3 separate regions of the Rattus norvegicus genome follow, and regions 1 and 2 are each linked to region 3. A link is a contact called in public Hi-C data. All regions are on one chromosome and are shown on one strand. Each heading gives the region's core, a stretch centred on a gene start, on an enhancer-like site or on the middle of the called end of the contact. The rest is flanking DNA. Distances are from core to core; before and after follow the strand shown. Region 1 overlaps Zfp608 (zinc finger protein 608). Region 2 has its middle 630 kb from the start of Zfp608. Region 3 has its middle 200 kb from the start of Zfp608.

Evidence for each region. Hi-C and Micro-C count contacts between places; a contact is called where the count stands out from the background.
Region 1: a contact with region 3 is called in a Hi-C map of the A7r5 cell line, with 2.7 times the contacts expected there. The contact joins two enhancer-like sites. A contact is called at or near these places in 3 of 12 Hi-C or Micro-C datasets (the A7r5 cell line, mammary epithelial cells and psoas muscle).
Region 2: a contact with region 3 is called in a Hi-C map of the A7r5 cell line, with 6 times the contacts expected there. The contact joins two enhancer-like sites. A contact is called at or near these places in 2 of 12 Hi-C or Micro-C datasets (the A7r5 cell line and mammary epithelial cells).

The regions. Positions count from the first base shown.
Region 1 is chr18:50,512,932-50,517,278 of GRCr8, reverse strand. It overlaps Zfp608 (zinc finger protein 608), which reads left to right. Exons shown (of 10, transcript NM_001107378.2): 4 at 2,080-2,167; 5 at 2,653-4,347. Among named protein-coding and RNA genes, the nearest start is that of Rpl15l3, 46 kb to the right of the region's middle. Within about 2 kb of position 1,473, at least 45 of the 93 cell types and tissues checked have an H3K27ac peak or open chromatin away from gene starts, as enhancers often do. A contact at or near this core is called in the A7r5 cell line, where this site is marked.
Region 2 is chr18:51,231,569-51,235,964 of GRCr8, reverse strand. No RefSeq gene overlaps it. Among named protein-coding and RNA genes, the nearest start is that of Zfp608, 630 kb to the right of the region's middle. Within about 2 kb of position 2,309, at least 68 of the 93 cell types and tissues checked have an H3K27ac peak or open chromatin away from gene starts, as enhancers often do. A contact at or near this core is called in the A7r5 cell line, where this site is marked.
Region 3 is chr18:50,811,032-50,815,968 of GRCr8, reverse strand. No RefSeq gene overlaps it. Among named protein-coding and RNA genes, the nearest start is that of Zfp608, 200 kb to the right of the region's middle. Within about 2 kb of position 1,503, at least 37 of the 93 cell types and tissues checked have an H3K27ac peak or open chromatin away from gene starts, as enhancers often do. A contact at or near this core is called in the A7r5 cell line, where this site is marked.

The sequences.
Region 1 (4,347 bases), core at 224-2,723, 300 kb after region 3:
TGCATCAGGCCAGCCAATCAGACGCAAGCGTTCGCTGCAGGCACGGGCCAATCGGCAGCCCGCATTTGCTGGAAACGCGAAACCCTTTGGGGAAAAGCAGTAACAAAAGCCTTTCACTGCAGACAAATGTTAAGTGTCTGTGCAGACTTTTCCTGTTTTTAATTTTATTACTGCAAGAATGGAGGGTTTGTTGTTTCTTTCATGTTTCCTTTCAAGCAATTTTAATTATACATTTGTGCTACATCAGGGACTCTGGAACGGAGTGATTTCAGCCTATTGCCTCTGAAGCTAAAATGCAGTAACCTTCTGGCAATACAGATACATTCCTGCACTGTAAATATAGCTGACATGCTAAAGAATTTTAAGCAGCTGCAGAGGTCTCTGACACCACACACAGTGCCCCAGAGAGCAGATGATGAGAAAGCCAGCCCAGTCTGCCCCTCTCTTCCATGCCCCACCCCTCTTTCCTGAAGGGACGTGCTCATAAAGACTCCTTTCCGATTGTTCTGTCTTGTGCAGTTTTTGACCGAATGCCTAATTACCATTGATTCTCATTGCAGTGGGATTTTTTTTTCCATACTCAATGGTTAAACTCCACCCCCACCCCCTATGGGAGAATCACAAAGGAATCAAGCATGATTTGAGGCGATTCTTCCTAGCTCCCCTCCCCACCCCCAGCTAGGCTATTGCTACAATAGTAGGTGGAATTTATAGTGAATAAATTTAGCTGCTATATAACTAATACAATCCCGACCATATGGAAAACAATTTAAGAATCTCCTTTTGAGATTTTGGGGAGAAAATTTTCCATTATCCAGTAGTTGAGCCCTGATCATTCAGATATTTTATCTTCTATTTAAAGATTCCCCAGTAAAGAGAGTCCCGTAGCTTTATGTGGTTCCTAAAATGGCAGATAGTTATAAGAGAGCAAGCCTCCCAGGAAAGACTTGGAGGAACGGTCTCCGAGGGCGGAAGTGTAGGCACTAAAAGAAACAAAGGCTCCCTTAAAAATGTTTCATTTATTTACCCTACTCTTTTGTACGTCTCCGAACATAGTTTCTTTACAAATATGCTTGAAGGATGTGATTTTTTTTGTTTTGTTTTGTTTTGTTTTAAATGGCACTTTTCCCCAAGAGAACCAGCCTCGTGTTAGATGTTGTTTCCCAGTGACATTTGGCATACTAAGCGCACTTAAGTTTAGTAATTCACAGATGCAGCTCTCAATTAAAGTGTCTGTCTGCAGAGCAGCAGAGGAAAAAGCAGGGTAGCTGGAAGGAAACACGTGTGTTGATTTTTTTTTTTTTGAGTTCTCTAATCCTCTGTAGCAAATGCTTACCAAAGTTGACTGAAGATAACCCCAAGAGCAGATGTATTGTGCACATTTATTTTCTTAAGAGAGCTATTTTAAGAGCCTCTGAGACGAGACCAAGCATTGACACAGAGCCCTCTCTGAGGTTGATTATTGTCTCACACAGGCAAGGAGGGGCGGGTCAAGAAGAAATCCCAGCTGCCCCAAGGCCCCACTCATTCCTCCGTGCCTATTTTTACGTATCTGCAAGGCTTTTTTTCCCTCTTAATAAAAAAAAGTTAGCATTGTTTTATATGATTGAATTGGAAACCAGATTCCTTTTAGTCATCCTCTGGCTTAAGCACTGGTAACTCGGGCTTAGTTTATGTTGGCTGCCTGCCAAACGAAAGCAATTATGTGTAATAATAGAAAAATTAAGAGGTGAATGTTACTGTTTTACAGCAGGACAAGGCAAAAACCATTTCCTTCTGTCAGCAATATCTTGATCACACCCTCACACACTCTCACCCTTTGCCCCACACTCCTGAGCGTGCGTGCGCGAGCGTGCACGCACGCACAAACACACACACACAGAGGGGGAGGGGCATATTTCCTGTGGGTTTTAACTTGAGGTCACTGAAACCAGAAAGAGGAAGGTTGCAAACCGCAGCTTTTGAAAGCCAAGTGAGAATAGAACTTGGCTGGTAAAAATAATATCAATGAATGAAGTGGAAATCAAGTAATAAGTGATAAATGTGACCCCATTGACCCTCCTCCGCTCTCCCCTCCAGGTGTCCTAGTGGTCAATGTCACGTGGAGGAACAAAACGTACGTGGGGACCCTCCTAGACTGCACCAAGCATGACTGGGCCCCTCCCAGGTAGGTGCCTTTTTTCCTTGCTCCTTCCTCTGCTCCTCCCTTCCCGTTTCTGCATGGAAACCATAGAAAGAAATTAATAATATATAAAACTCTTCCTGTAATTGAAACCAGGCAAAGGAGAAATGAGCCATTCAGCCCTGAGCCAGTAAAACCCAGATGCTAGCTCTCTTTTCTATCAGATCTCTCATCCTCTCACTTCCCTCTCTCCTTTGTTTTCTTCTTCTCCTTTTTTTTTTTCCTTTTAAATGGGAATTTGAACTGATTGAAAGCCAGCTCTTTGAGCTGCTTTCCTTTGATTCTCTGTGGGTGAATATAATTCTCAAGGTGGGCTGTTGTATCAGTACAAACAGAGACTGTCCTTCCCTTGACTGCACCTCACCATCAAGCTGCCAAGGCAATGGGTGCTCTTTGCTACCTTGTTCCCTGAGAGCCTACCTGTCTCTTTCGGAGATGCTCATTATGACACCCGTTACTTGCTTCTCTAGGTTTTGCGAATCACCGACAAGTGACCTGGAGATGCGAGGGGGCCGGGGCAGAGGAAAGAGAGCGAGATCCGCTGCGGCTGCCCCCGGTGCCGAGGTCAGCTTCACAGAGTCCAGAGGGCTGCAGAGCAAGAACAGAGGGGGAGCCAATGGGAAAGGGAGGCGTGGCAGCCTCAACGCCAGCGGACGAAGAACACCCCCAAACTGTGCTGCAGAGGACGTAAAAGCCAGCCCTTCCTCAACCAACAAAAGGAAGAACAAGCCCCCAATGGAGCTGGATCTGAACTCGAGCTCTGAGGACAGTAAGCCCGGGAAGAGAGTGCGCACGAATTCCAGAAGCACCCCTACCACCCCTCAGGGGAAGCCAGAGACTACTTTTTTGGACCAAGGCTGCTCCTCTCCAGTGTTAATTGACTGTCCCCACCCAAACTGCAACAAAAAGTACAAGCACATAAACGGCCTGAGGTACCACCAGGCACATGCGCACTTAGACCCAGAAAACAAGCTAGAGTTCGAGCCTGATAGCGAGGACAAGATCTCAGACTGTGAAGAAGCCTTGAGTAACGTGGCCCTTGATTGCAACGAGCCAAGCACAAGTGTGTCATCTTATGACCAGGTGAAGGCACCTGGGTCCCCCGGGGCTGGGAACCCCCCTGGGACACCCAAGGGAAAGAGAGAGCATGTGAGCAATGGCCCAGGTCCTATTATAGGTTCAAAAACTGGGAAGAATTCTGGCAAGAAGAGGGGCCTTAACAATGAACTGAGCAACCTTCCGGTCATCTCCAACATGACAGCCACCGTAGACATTTGTTCAGCAGCAGACGGCAGTCTAGCTGCGGAAATGCCCAAACTGGAAGCGGAAGGACTGATTGACAAGAAAAGTTTGGGGGATAAAGAAAAGGGCAAAAAAGCAAACAATTGCAAAATGGATAAAAACCTCTCTAAACTGAAAAGTGCCCGACCCATTGCCCCCGCCCCCGCCCCTACGCCTCCACAGCTGATTGCTATACCGACAGCAGCCTTCACATCCACCACCACGGGGACCATACCTGGACTGCCCTCCCTCACAACCACTGTGGTCCAGGCTACACCAAAGAGCCCTCCATTGAAACCTATTCAACCAAAGCCCACAATTATGGGGGAGCCCATCACCGTGAACCCAGCTCTGGTGTCACTCAAAGACAGAAAGAAAAAGGAGAAGCGAAAGCTGAAGGACAAAGAAGGGAAAGACACTGGAGGTCCCAAAATGGATTCTAAGCTGGGGAAGCTGGAGGATGCCAAGGTGGCTAGCAAGGATTTGTCTGGGCATTTTTTAAAGGACCATCTCGGTAAGAGTGAAGGGCTGGCCAACGGATTGTCAGAGTCTCAGGAGAGCCGCATGGCCAGCATCAAAGCCGAGGCCGATAAGGTTTACACGTTCACGGACAATGCTCCCAGCCCTTCCATCGGGAGCGCCTCACGCATGGAATGCAGTACCCTGGTGAATGGGCAAGCACCCATGGCACCACTGCACGTGTTGACACAGAATGGGGCTGAAAGTGCAGCAGCTAAGACCAGCAGCCCAGCCTATTCGGACATATCAGATGCTGCAGATGATGGTGGTTCTGACAGCAGGTCAGAGGGCATGAGGTCAAAGGCCAGTTCCCCATCAGAGACCTTTTCTAACAAAGATGGTGTTGTGAAAGGGCATCCTCAAAC
Region 2 (4,396 bases), core at 1,060-3,559, 420 kb before region 3:
AACAAGGAAAACCCCAAAACCTATATCCTCACATCCAATTAACAGGAAGGAAAAGAGATGCCTATGGCAAGAATAGGAGGCATGGTTTTATATGATTTTTCTGTTTTTATTTTGTGTCATTTACTTTTTAAAAATCTGATCTTATCCATTTACCCCTTTCTGCAATCTTGACCATTCCTTCGTCTACCACACACCCACAGGGAGTGTGAGAAATGCAATTACCTGTGCTTGGCTGAGGAAACAGGAGGCTGCACTTGACTTTATCAGCAAGACCTACCACACAGTATTCTACTCTGACATTTTACTTCTTACAGCCCGTCAACTTACGAGTCTGCTATTTATTTGATACCTTGATATGACAGTCCCTGTGTAGTATTTTTTCGTGTCCTTCAGGAAGAATGTTAGAATTTTTATCCTATAATAAAGAGTTGGCTCTTAGGGCTTGTCCTTTATAATAGCTCGTGACTCGGATTTTTCCTTGACTTGGAGAAATCACGCTTAGATCCTGACATGATTCTTGGAGTCATCAGTCTTTGTCTGCTGAGGTCTGATTCACTATATTTTGGGGTTTGTTCCTGAATGGGTACCACCAATGGAAGCAGCCAACTGATGCATTCCTGGTGAGCTTGAGTAAACCATGCCTTTTTAGCTGCAGTCAAAAGTCATGGGACATGGGATGATGGAGAAGACAGCACTGAGCCCTCACTCTTTGGAACAGCTGCATAACTTTGTTAGTATGCACAATTTTCTGAGTCACGAGTAAAGAAAGATGAAAGAAAATAAGGTTTTAAAAGCCTAGCAACTTCCAAACTCCTCAATCCCTTTTGCCAGTAAGTGGAAGCCATTCCTGCAGCTACAGCAATTGGACAAACAAGATACAGGGAATCCAGGAACAGAGCAATGGAATGTGAATCACACTGCAGAGAGAGTGACCCTGCGGGAGGAGTCGGATAACAGGAACATTTGATGTCCTTAGAAGTTCAGAATCTCATGTATGTCACAAGCATGATGGTCTATACTGTGTCAGCCAGTTAAACTCTGGATGCCATTTTCAAGCATAAAAAAATACAACAGAGGTGGAATTATATGATGTTCTATGTATCTTTTCTTTTGTGTCGGTGCTTTATTTTATATTTCTAAGCCTGAAGAATTAGTTTATTTTTATTAAAAGTAAGAGGGAAAAGAACCCACAAGAAGAGCTTAGCTTTTTGCCACATTCCATAAATGTAGCAAATTTTTAACTTTCTTGGTTTTTCAGAAAGATGTAATTGTATCCTCCAGAGTAATCACTGTAATTCACATGGCATTCAGTTACTCTTGGCCCTTTGCAGCATAAAACACAATGATTCTTTCTATTTCAACAAAAATAGCCTCACCCATCCTGTATCTCCAGGAAGCAAGGGGAGTCTGTTACAAAATGAGACATGCCATTAAATTGATAAGTAAATAAATGGAAAAGACCTGTAATCTTTCATAATCTATATATTACCTAAAGGTTTCATAAAGCAAAACTTGTTTGTAACACTTCCAGGTACCCACTCGCCTAAATTAAATAAAATTCACATATTTGCTAGGTGGTTTATATTATTTACATTTATCCATCAAAGCCTACTTCTCTACATATGGGTAAACCTCTCTCAAATAAAACAAACAAAACCTATGTCCACCCCATCTCTTTTGCAAGCCCACAGATTTGTAGAACATTTGTAGAACCCAGCCCTGGTGTCTTGGCAGAGCCCACTGTGAACTGGGCAAGGAGGAGGAAACAGTACTCTTGATGTTTAAATGTTGCCTGTGTTTCCTTGGTAGGTTTCCAGGGATTGGTTTCTTCTTTGGATCTTGCTTGTTTTCTTCCCTGTGAATTTGATCCTTTGGTTTTGTTCTTAATACTAATGGGATGTCATCAAAAGGCTAGTTTACCAAAGTCGAGTAGGTTGTTCCAGAACCAAGTTTTCCTTCTTCGCTGAGTCCGTGCTGTGTTTGTGGTTTCTCACACATGGTCCTTGAACATGCCCTGAGAACTGCACTCCAGGGTTCATTTTTTCTGATATTACTCACGGAGAAGTTTTCTTTCCCGAGCTCTCCAGACTGAGGTCACCAGCACTCTTCGGCTGAGTGTCAGGAGCCAATTAGAGCATTTGTTCGGCCTGGAATGCCTCTTCTCTCGGAGCCTGCTCTTGCTGAATTCGCTAGGCTTTTAATGCGATGGTGAAATCTGTTCTTGTTTGACTCCTACAGCTGGCTCTGATCAGCCTCCTCTAAAGAGGAAGTTTCAATTAGCACAGTTTCAAATGTGCTCCGGAGGTATATTTTTATGGCTACTCGACTAATAGCACTCTTTGTTCCTAGTGGTGTGTGACTCCTTAGCAAACACAGCCATTCGTGTGAGTCACAGGCTGAGCTTTGCCAAAGCCAAAAGAATGAGACAGCCAAATTGAATTAGTGGCTGAAACACATTAATTTATGCTAGATAAATGTTATTGTGGTCCCGTGGGCAAGTGCTCAGGTCACAGGCTTTATGAACTATTTGCAGCAAGAGGGCTTCCTGGCAGTAAATCAGCCAGAGCAGGACTTTTCGAAGGTCTTACAGCTACTTACTCTCTTGTGTTTCCTGAAATGGCCTCCGCCCCCTCCCCTTCCTTTCCATTAGGACGGCACGTCATTTTGTGCTCATTTTGTGATGTTTAACATAGAACCAGTTAGATGAATGATGTGTGTAGGCTCTGCCTGACTCTGGTGAAGAGATGGCCATTTATTGTGCCTGTGACCCTCGCCACAAACATCTGCCTGTTCATCACTCCAGACTCCAGATCTCCGTGGGTGCAGAGCTCTGGCTGAGCCCCAGCTCATGGAGGAGTTGTTGCAGCTGCGTGCAAACGGGATCCTTGATCCTTCGCGTTTCCGACACAGAATACACAACCAAGTCCTGACAAGGCTGTTTCTCTTCTGGGAAGGAATTAGATCCACTTAAGGCTGGCTTATTTCTCAAGTAAGAAAAGTAGGACTAAGTGTTTTCTGGCTTCAAGTCTGTGTCAAGAATGAAAGGGTGCCAAGAAAGAATTATGCATAAATGATAGTGTTTAAACTCGTTTCCATGTGTTTAGATCTATCTCTGCCAAAAACCTGAGAAGGCCTCTCCTTGGCATCTTTCAGAGGGAGACCACTTGCACACTGAACACTTTCTTAATAAAGAAATAATTGTAAACTGCTGGTGTTTGGGCAGGTGATAACCAGCTTACCTCAAAAAAAGTCTTCTGTAAAACTCAAAGAAAACTGGCGAGGCAAAGGGTGATGAATTAGTCTCCCTGCTCTATAACCACCTCTATTCCCTGCCTGGCAGTCATAGCCCTGGCAAATGGAGAGCTTCGGCCTAGGGCAAAAGCTTCGCAGTTGGTTCTAGGTTTGGGCTCTGACGCTACCCCTGATTGGTTTGGAAATCTTGAGCTGATTAAGACCCTTTCTATCCTCATGTAGATGGCATTGACAAAAAGGTAATGGTTACTTTTGCAGAGGCATTAAGACTGAAGAACAGGCGATGCAAAGCCATCAGCAAAGGGGATTGACCAAAGAGTTCTCACAGGTAATGGCCTCTGTTAATCACCGGTATCGCTGTCTTATTGGCCTGATTCAGGAGACGACCACCTCTGTTTATTTCACAGTTCTCCAGTGGCCAGTAGGAAGAGGTACTGGTGGAGAACAGAGGTAACTTCTTCCTGGCATATTCTATGCTTCCTCACATGGAGAACATCTTGGGCTAGTCAATATACCCTATCTAACTCATCAACCTTGACCTACAAAAGGCTGTGGCTACACTTCAGTTGAACACACGTTTACTCTTTTCGACAACATGGCTCTGACAGTCATTTCTAATGATTAGCAGGCAGCAGGAAGGGTAGCACATGACTGGTGCAAGTCCCATAGCTCACGACGACTTCAGTATCATGTTGGTGAATGCTCAACTATGGACTTGTAGATGGATGTGACATGGGCCCCATATCCACACAGATTCCCAAGACTTTCTAGATACCTTTTTCAGATTTTAAAAATAACACCATTTCCTTTGATTCTGGGAATGTGGGTAAAAGGGGAAAAATACAGTGTGGTTCCAGAGCCTTTAAGGTTTTTATTAATAAGTTCAAATTTATTTATATTTCTATAGCTGAGTTGAGAAATAATCAACCTGTCAGTTGCTATGGAGTAATCACTTGGCGACTAAGATGATTTTTGTGACATTTTCAAAGAAAATTCTAATTTATGTGTTTATGTAAGAATTTTATCTGTCTCCATTCATTTTAAATTGGAGTTCCTTCAGACCTACCAGATCCCAAGTCTTACCAAACTCCAAAAATGAATCTACAGTAGCATTTAAAACATGGACCTACTGAATATTTTGTAC
Region 3 (4,937 bases), core at 254-2,753:
CTGGACTTTCTAAAGGGCTTAAGGCAGAATCTGGGCTGAGGCACAGAGAGCTGAGTCAGTCTAGTCAGCCTATCCATAAGGGCTCTGCTGACTTCTTGGGTGCAGTGATGCCTCTGCTATATCTTTCGTGCAGGGGAGCAGCTCTGGGTGGTGAGAAAAGAAAAGGAAGGGGGCAAGAAGCCAGAGTAGGTAGTGCAGTCTCTCTGGGCAGGACAGAACCAAGAATATTTCCAACGTCTAACAAAAACAAGAGGAGAGGCAGATCTGCTGCCTTCAACATCCCTGCCCTGAACTGCCTGACCAGATTCCCTCTCCTGTTCTCCATATTAGGTTGGAAATGTTAACAACAAAGAAAAAAAAATACATTATATAACATAACAAACTCTCCAAACTCTACTCTTGCTTATCCACTACACAATAGCACCTTTGCACTTTGAAGTAGTAGTTTAAACATACACATACACATGTGCACATGCACACACACACACACACACAAACACACACACACATACACACACCATCATTTCTCTCTCTGTCTCTCTGTGTCTGTCTTTCTCTCTCTCACACACACAAGCACACACACACACACACACACACACACACACACCACCCTGTCTTTACATACCTCACCCTGTCTTTACACACCCCACCCTGTCTTTATAAATCCTACTCTGTCTCTTTCTCTCTGTGTGTCTCTGCATGTCTCTGTCTCTCTCTCTCTCTCAAACACAAACACACACACACACACACACACACACACACACACACACACGCACACACACACACACACACACCTGCCACAAGGCTTTAGAAAATTTGGTTGAAATCTTCATTCTTAAACTTGAACCTCAAAGTGCTCTCATGCAGAAAAGCTCTGTGTGCCTCAGAGCCCTGAAGACACAAGGAGGCCTGTGCAGCTCCCTGCTTTCCAAGTGACTAATAAAAGGTGTCTTGGCTGTGCTCCATTCCGGCAGGCAAATAGTGTGCCGATTAGTAAGTTACCTTGCCCTAACTCTAGCTGGATGAAAACAAATGACTTTCAGCAAACTCATTTTGTCTCCAACTCTTTGCCAGGAACAGAAAACAGATTCCTTGTGTTCCAGGGCAGAAGAGAAGCAATACCAAGTGGTAGATGGGGTCTGTTTTCTGTTCCTCCCAAGTTCAAAGAGAAGAATTGTTTGCTAGAACAAAATTCTCAAACTTAAAAAAAAAAAGAAAAGGATTCTTATCATTCATTTAGCTTAATAACACAACACGTATATTTGTCAATCAAATTAGAATTACTGTCAGCCCGTAATGCATTTTCGTTTAGCCAATATCAGTCAGTCCTGATTTATTTGCTTAATACAAAATCTAATTGAGTTTCAGGCTGCTTTCCTCTCAGCTGTTAACCGACCAAGTACATCTTTAATTTCCAAGAGCGATGGCGTGCTAGCCATAGAGAGGAAGAACGATCTGCAGCCGGCCCCAGAAGGGTGCCAAAACTCTTCACGCTTTAAACAACAGCCTTTATTATTCTGTAAGTGGATGTGTTGAATTTTCATGCTTTTGTTTCGAGTTCAGTCCTGACAGCAAAGAATAAAGTAGATTTTGCCAGCACCCCTGCTGTGCCCTGGGGGAGAAATTCAATGTGACTCATTTGTCTTAATTGGAGACCCGCCTTCAGCACCAGCTTCTTCTATGAATACATTAGCATAACAGACAAAATCCAAGCCTACTTTTGTAGCAATAGGCCCCCCACCCCTACACACACACACACACACACACACACACACACACATACTTTTTTTTTTAAAGACTAATAAAATCTGCAAGTGAAGTGGGTTTGGTCTCCTGGATTCCTTAGACTTGTGCTTGTAAAATTCATCAAGCTTGTTCTATCTCGGTGCTGTTATTAGAGCCAGTCATGAAGAATGTGATAAATATCGCACATGACAGCAAGCTGAAGGCCTCTCTTTATTCTTCATAATGTGCTAATCCCACAGCCTTGTTCTTTGACTGGTTATGCAGCTTTTTCCGTGGGGAGAGTTGGTTTTACACAGACGTGGCGACTGTGGAGCTGTTCTGAACGAGTGGGGAGGGGGCAGGGGACTTAGTGGCGAAAGAAAAATCCTTACTTAGGTGAATTTATTAACAGTAAAACAAATGTGGTTGTCTCCTTCAAGCCAGGATGTTAAACTCTTGCCAGTTTATGGGAGAAATATTCAATTTGTCTTCAGGTTTTTCATATGACAAAAGGGCTCCGTGTCTGGACAAACAGCCTGGCTGCTTAAATCATTTCCTTGCCCAGATCCCTCTCTATCAGATTGAACTAATGGAATTTAAAGGTGGCTATTTCAAAGGAAATATTTCCTCCCCATGTTCCCTGGGCCAGAGTTAATTCTTTGAGCACATCTGTTCACCTTGTTTGCCTCGGCCAGTGTGTGAAGGAGATGAAAAGCGAGGAAAAAAAGTATCCCCCCCCCCAAGAAAAAAAAAATATATCCTGGAAGTGTATCTGCCTCTCAAAAATTACCTAACAAATCTCTATCTGTCTCTGTCTCTTTCTCTCTCCTTCCGTCCCTTCCCCACTCTCTCTACCTCCCCCAACACCTCCCTCCCTCCCTTTGCCCCCACTTTCCTTGTCTGCAACTAACATTCACCACCTCATTTCCTAGAATGCTTCCAGGAATTTCAAATAAGATAGGGTATTGGGTCTGTGGGTCTGTGCGCTTTTGTTCTTGCTGTAAAGCACTTGTTTTGTTTTGCATTATTCTGTATGCCCACTTAAAAATTAAATACAGTTTGAGTCAAGTCCTCCCGGGTAAAGAGAAGGCAAAATCATTTTTGGAATAATAATGAGGAGATACAGAAATTCTTATGACCCAGAGAGAATCAATTCTTCCTTCTATGTAAATCCCAACAGGAGTTTTGCCACATTTAAAAGCTGAGATGGCTTCCTAAGAAGCTTCCAGGGAAAACAGAGACTGAGGCTGGCACCTCCCACCCCTGGCATTCTCCTCAACCCAATAAACAATTGACAGGCTGTGCTGAGGCAGTGTGTGTCAGGAACTGGGAAAGAAAGGTTTGCTTTCTTGTGTAAATGAATATAAAAGGAATCACTTGGCTTGATCGGTCCTGTAAGAGGCCGTCAGCTGGCCACTTTATTGCTTGTACCGTTTACATTACAAGAGTCACAAGCAGGTTAAGGGGTTTATCTGATAATTCTCCTTGCTTTCTAAACAAACATTCTAGCCACAGGGAAAGTTTTTTTAATCACCCAACTCCTCCAGTAACTCACACCCTGTCCTGTCTGGGCCAGGAGGAGAAGAGTCATTTTCTGGGAATCCATTTTCTCACTCCCGTCATCTCAAACTCCTTGTTGTATGATGGTAGGCTTCTAGCAGTGTCCAGATATTATAAGGAATGAGAAATGAGAGGCGAGAAGACAGAAGTGAGGGCTGGGGCGAAAGGTTTTCCTGGGAGGTTGTTGCTGGGATCATTATATATAATTTACAATTGAAGAGGTTTCTTAACATTGGGAGTGATACCCGTTCATTATATCAAGGTGAGGAAGTTCCAATACCAATAAAAATAAATACATAAAAGCCACTGCTGTGAGAACCCTATGGCAGAAACACAGACAAACGTGTGTCTTTCCACAGTGTCAGAATTTCACTGAACAACAATACATTCACTAGGATTAGCAGTGTCAGTGCTCTGTAGCCTCGCTGAGGTGAATCGAGACTCTTTATTCCAATCTTAGTTACTAGTATTGTCTTTTACTTCCCACACTATGGAGTAAATACACACACACACACACACACACACACACACACACACACACATCTATTTGTGTGTGCATGAGGTAGTGGATGGATGCTTGCCAAAGAACGACAGCAGAATTCATACTTTTCCAAGTGGGCTGAGAAAGTATGTATTGATAGGGGGACAAACCAGACCAGTCTCCAGTGGGGACTGGGCCTGGAACTGTTGGAATCTGGTCTGTGAGAGAAGGTACAGGATTCATCAGAAGGGTTGAAGGCTGAATGTGATCAAGAAAACAATCAGGAGCTTGAGACAGTAAATCTGTTCCAGGTGCAAATGGACAGGCAGGAAGTGCCCGGTAGACTGTGTCAACATCTGGAGGGTACAGAAGTCAGGGAGTCCTTGTTTGGAGACTCCAGGTATGAGATGTTCAGTCATGATTTTCATGTTGGATATCCACCACTTTATTGATCAGGTAAATGAGTTACCCTTGTTCCTTGGTCTAGTGTGCCTAGTAAATTCTTGGGGCTGGACTATATGCCCACATGTTCCCACAGTTTCAATTCTATTCCATAGATTTATAGGGTGGCTCACTGTGTATTTCAGGAATAAATCATCTCTCAGTCCGTGCTGGAGGATGCTGGACAGATGGTATAGTTTTTGCCTCCACCCATGAGCTACCGACTCAAAAGCTACCTCGTGAAGTGGGGTTTCCTAGTACAGTGCACGACCTAAAAGACATCCATCCATACAATATGTAGTAACTTAGGGTAGGGCATAGCCTGATCTCAACAGCCATGCATGGATGTTTCTTTATAGTGCTCTGGTTTCTGAGAAATACCCAGAATTTGTCACAGACACAAACAAATTTATATTTTAAAAAGCATCAATGGCGTGTGGCTCTGTGGGATAGCACTTGCCTGGTAAGTAGCAAGACTCTAGGTTCCATCACCTAGCGCTGCGAAAATAAACTCCTGATGCATGTAATAATGCAAAGACTCTCTGCTTGACTAGGTCGGGCTCCTGCATGCTTTGTTTTTAATTAAACCCTGTCCTTCAAAACGGCAACCAACAGATTGGGAAAAGATCTTTACCAATCCTACAACAGATAGAGGCCTTATATCCAAAATATACAAAGAACTCAAGAAGTTAGACCGCAGGGAAACAAATAACCCTATTAAAAAATGGGG